2 separate regions of the Zea mays genome follow, and region 1 is linked to region 2. A link is a contact called in public Hi-C data. All regions are on one chromosome and are shown on one strand. Each heading gives the region's core, a stretch centred on a gene start, on an enhancer-like site or on the middle of the called end of the contact. The rest is flanking DNA. Distances are from core to core; before and after follow the strand shown.

The links. A called contact is a pair of places that touch in the nucleus more often than the background predicts.
Region 1: a Hi-C map of ear shows a contact between it and region 2, with 2.4 times the contacts expected there. The contact joins the promoter of LOC100125638 here to the enhancer-like site in region 2. A contact is called at or near these places in 3 of 25 Hi-C or Micro-C datasets (ear, leaf and tassel).

The regions. Positions count from the first base shown.
Region 1 is chr7:35,893,562-35,896,261 of Zm-B73-REFERENCE-NAM-5.0, forward strand. LOC100125638 (granule bound starch synthase IIa precursor) reads right to left here and starts at 1,374. Exons shown (of 14, transcript NM_001347904.1): 1 at 767-1,374.
Region 2 is chr7:35,478,648-35,481,347 of Zm-B73-REFERENCE-NAM-5.0, forward strand. No RefSeq gene overlaps it. Among protein-coding and RNA genes, the nearest start is that of LOC100272837, 19 kb to the left of the region's middle. Within about 2 kb of position 1,319, at least 14 of the 20 cell types and tissues checked have an H3K27ac peak or open chromatin away from gene starts, as enhancers often do. A contact at or near this core is called in ear, leaf and tassel, where this site is marked.

The DNA of each region.
Region 1 (2,700 bases), core at 124-2,623, 410 kb after region 2:
TTACTATCAATGCTTGTTGAGCATTGAAGGATTTGAGAATATACGTGGTCATAGATGGATTTGAGAGAAGGATGGTGTCATTATTAGATCCAATATGAAAAGTATCATGAGTCAATAAGTTATTATACAACCCCCCATGTACTTCGGACAACAGTGTTTTATTGGCATATCCAAAAGATGTGCTAGATTTGTTCAGAAGGCGTGATCCTGCCATCAGAGAAGTGTGCACGTGACGGCACGTAGGGCTGAGTGTAATGATTCATGTAGGAAATGGTGCCCTGATACGAAAACATCATATTAAGTGCCTCTAAGTAAACTTCTAGCAACACAACGCGTTTGCGTGGAAGAGGTGACCCCAGGATCACTTTCTCGGAACCCCCCTGACCAAACTACCTCTGGATTCGGGCAGACGCTCCAAGGGAGAACATAGTACTCTCCCAGATACTGAAGCCGAAATAGGGAGCGTGCACGGAGCAGGATGCACGGGATGAGTAAGAATGAGATTGATTTTGCACATTGTGAAACAATAAACAGTAAGGTTAGCAAACCTTAGCGCACACGAACGTCACACTGTCCAAAATCCGAAGCCAAGTCCCAAGTGCAAAACCACAGAACAAAGACAACTTCACGGTGGACAAAAAGCATGCAATCCCCAGAACTTCTGCTAGCCCCCTCTGCAGTGCCCACTGCCCCCCCCCCCCCAAATCCCAAGTGCATTTTGAAACGAAAGGGGCGTAGAGGAGAAGATCAGGAAGCAGGAAAGGACCTCAAATGCAAAATGCCAGCCAGGTACCTCGCGCTGGCTGCAGCCGCGGAAGAAGGCGGAGCGGCTGTTTGTTGGCTTTGGCTCCGGGTCGGGGGACTGCAGAGCGCGGAGGCGACTCGGCACTCAAGTAGAGGAGGAAGCAAGCGGCGACGCAGCGCGCCGACCGCCGAGGGCCAGGAAAAATATCGCCCACGTGACAGGCGGCGTGCGCCCCGCCTAGTGGCTAGCGCACGGGCGCCACACAATCGCTGCACCGGCCGCTGCCCGCATCACCAGCACGGCGGCCACCGCACATGGTGACATGGGGTGGTGGGCCGCGGGCGCCTCACCAGCAGCGTACCCGCACCGGCCCGCGACTGCGTTCGATCGGAGGCGAATATGCCGAGGCAAAAGGTGAGATGTGAGGCAAGGGCAAGTGGGGGCCTCGGGGCGGGCAGGCGGCACGAGGGCCGTCGGTTCGTCCCTGGGCCCAGCAGCGGAAAAGGGCCTAGAATTCGTGGTCTTCCCCGTGCGCGGCAGGGGCGCGGGGGAAGTGGTGGGGAGCGTGAGCCGTTGGTTCCGGAGGCGGGAAAAGGCGATGTGCGCCGGCGTCGGTTAGCGGCAGGCAGCCACGGAGGGCGGCGTGTCGGAGGGACACGAGGAAACGACGCCACATGTGCTGGGACGGACCCCCCACGATGGTTTGAACTTTTAATTATTTCTGCCCTCAAAAAGGTACTGCGATTTTATTTCTTTCTCCTACAAAAAGATAATAAATCCGGACGAAAATGCTCCACCAGAAAGAGTTTTATCTGCCAAATGTGGCGCTAAACCACACGAGGCGAGCATATGGCAGCGTCATAGGACTTTTATATAGGGTGTGTCAATAACAAAAATATATATATATACAATTCTATTGAATGCAGATATAATTTTATAGTAAATTTATTAAACAATTCGATAAATAGATATAAAGTTTAACATTGAACAATTAAGCACTGAAAAATATAGTGAATTAGAAATCAACAAGATAAAAATTAATAATAAAATATATATCCACATGTATTAATTAGTCAGGTGTTGTTTGTTGGATGAGGTGTGGCGGGCTAGCTGTTGGGAAGTTGGAACTTGGAAGCCGGGAGCTCCAGGCTCCAACGCACTGGCGCAGCCACACAACACAAGCAGTTGGGCACAGCGGCGACACTGGTGCGTCTCGGTGCCTGAGACTCACTGCAACGCATGCCTCTTCACCTTCCCTACGCTAAAATTGTTCATCGTTTAGGGGCTACAGTCTCCCCCTTCCTCGCGCAGCGGTGAGCGCTACCCTCTCCCCTTCCTCGCGACGCTCTTCTCTCTCACGCCAGATGCAGGGGTTCACTGTAGCCGCCCCCTCGCCTTCTTCGCGCGGAAGGAGCCGCCCGCGCCAGACACCGGAAACATCTCGCTCCACCTCACTCCGTCTCCACTCGTCCGCGGAAGGGCGATTTTTCGAGGCGACGCGGCGGCGGATCTCCCGTCGGCCGGTGGAGTCGGCACCGGCCCCGCTCGGGTGCGCAGAAGACGAAGTCGACGTCGTCAGCACGCAGTGCCGTTCGCGACCGAAGACGAAGAGGGGTAAAATCCGCTTCCGCCGAGGTTTCTCGCGACCGATTAGTTGGCTTCCGTCTCCGACCATCAACGGCGCCATCAGATCCAGACGGATCCCCTTCGATTCGACTTGGTGGGCAGTAAATCTCCCCTTCTTAAGGTATTTTGCTTTACAACTCCACGGCAAATCATTTTCTATTTCCCGATTGATTTACAACTCCAGTCGTATTTTGTTTGATTCGCCGTCTTGCGGCCCAGATCCATCCCTACTAGAGGTATAGCATCTTCTACCCCATCAAACGAAAACTTCAGTGAGGATAAATGTACATTACCACTGAAGCTGTGTTAAAAAATCGTAATTTTTGTTG
Region 2 (2,700 bases), core at 69-2,568:
AACCGCCCACCTCCATGAGTCGTTGTTTTAGACTTCAGAACTTATGTATAATACTTATGTTTCTGTTTGATACTTATGTGAGAGCTTGCGACGTTTGAGACTTATGTTTGTGTTTAATACTTGTGTTGAACACTTATGTTTGTGATGAATATTTATGTTTGTGGTCACGGTTTTATGTTTGTGTTGGCTATTTATGTCTGTGATGATATCTGTGATGTATATATGTGATATATATGTGATATCTTCTGTTTGTGTGGATGGAAAACAAAAATCAAATAAAAAAGGTACATACTGGTCACTTTGCCGAGTGTAACACTCGGCAAAGAGGCTCTTTGCCGAGTGTCTGGGTCAAAACACTCGGCAAAGAGCACAGACCTGGGCACCGGCTTAGGTTCTTTGCCGAGTGTTATGTCGCTGACACTCGGCAAAGAGGTCGGCTTTGCCGAGTGCCAACTGGGACACTCGGCAAAGAGCCTGACACGGGGACCCTCCCTGGCGGGCTCTTTGCCGAGTGTACCAAACGGCACTCGGCAAAGAAGGCGGCTTTGCCGAGTGCGACCAGGAGGACACTCGGCAAAGATATCTTCGTTGCCGAGTGTCAACGGTGACACTTGGCAAAGCCGCCGTCTCCGTCAACCGGCGCCGTAACGGTCGCTTTTCTTTGCCGAGTGCTCCCTGACACTCGGCAAAGATCTTCGCCGAGTGCCCGAGAAAAAGTACTCGGCAAAGAAGTCTTTGCCGATGCACTGTTTGCCGAGCCTTCTTTGCCGAGTGTTTTTAGGGCTTCGCCGAGTGCTTCCGGCACTCGGCGAAGATATTGATTCCGGCAGTGACATGTATAAAATTATTTATCATTAATATCAGTTTTATCCCATAACATTTTCTCGATATATAAAGTAGTCAAAATTGTAACTAAGTGTGACATGTTTTGAGCCTTACTTTACAAAGTTAATCTTACGATGGCAAAAGTGCGAAGCACGAAGCAGCACTTCGTTTGGAGTCCAAAAAACTATTTTTCTCACATCTAAACCTTACCCATCATTTGTTTCTATCTTTTCTTTCCTATCTGTTGCTTCTTTCTTCTGTGCTTTTATATTTGCTTAAAAGTTATCTTTAACTATTTTAAACTCCACTCTACAAATAGTATTGTATTGTTCCAGGTTCTTTATTTTACTCTGTGTACGGGAGACAATCTAACGAGACACCGACCAGGAGGGCGGGCGCAACCGGCGCGGCACCAACCGGGACGGGCGTGGCCGCGTGGGGCTATCGCGGCTGCTGTCCAAGGCAGACGCGTGCGCGGGGGTCCTGAAGCGCGGCCAGTGCAAGCGCGCATGGCAGCTGGGGCGGGCGCGGCGGCGTGAGACGAGACCGGCGGAGACAGTGGCAGTGGCGAGCGTGCGGCCGACCGGCAAGGGCCACGCGGGGCTGGCTGCCAAGGGCGGACGCGCGACCGGCCGGGGGCGAGGCGAGGTAGGTCGATGGTGTTTGACTAAAACAATTTAGATTCGAATCTAATAAATCCAAAGACTGTGTAAAGTATCTAAATTAAACCGCTCGTCTCTTTCTATGCCTCTCGCTTTCATGGTCACATCCTGCTGGTTTCCAGTTCCAGTCAGTAGTCATCTGAACTGATCGGTGATGCATTCCCCTTTCCCCCTGCACAGTTTCTCCGGGGGAGTTAATACCTAAGACGTACGCATGGAAATCTTTTTTTCTAATCCATCTATTTCTTTTTGTGGCATCAGATCCCCGGATCCCTCGCGCGTGCTGCTTAATTGGTCGTCGTGTACCGGTGTACGTCAATCCGCCGGGGCTACAGTTGCCAGGTGGCCTGCACCGCACTTGCTCAAATATTTGAATTAATTATACATTCTCGGAGCAGATAGGGTACTTCTGTGTGAGTGTGTCCATTATGCTATCTCCAACAAATTTATCTTAGCTCTTATTTTGAACTTTACTTTATAAACAATATATTTTATATGATCATATACATGATCTATTGATCACAAATTTAAACTGTTTTAACAATTCTATCTATACATCTAACTTTATTTGTATTTTCTAATATATTTTTCAATATGTCTTTAAAAGAACGGCTCCAATCATTTCTCCTATAGAGCCCCTATACATTGTCAGATTTAACATTTATTTATTATTATTATTTTAAATCTTAAAAAATATAATATTTGCACTGCCATAATAAACATTATTATGATGTCATGGAGCATAAATATAATTAATATTGCACAAAAGGCTTAATTAAAGTATATATGGAGCTCTCTCTTTATATAGAGAGAGTGTATAGGGTAGCTGTTGAAGAATTGTGCTCCCCTATATACATACGATTGAAGGGCATACATGCAACGTTCAAGTAATAAGATATCTTTGTTTCTGTTTATCTTTACCACTATATAATTCATCAGTTTAAACTTTATATAACCTACCGAATCAATTCACCCCACCCAAAATCTCCACTAAATCTATCAAACAAATTACACCCAGATTTAACACACCATCAAATTTAATGGATAATATTATATGAATCATCACTCATCCCTCATCCCCCGGACCTCTCCCTTCTTCGCATCCTCATCCCCCTCCTGTGCGACCCCGCTGCCCCTGGCCTCCCCCTCCCCCGCGTCATTGCTGCTCGGTCCATCTCACTGGCACCGCCGCTGTCGTCGACCCATCCTCTCC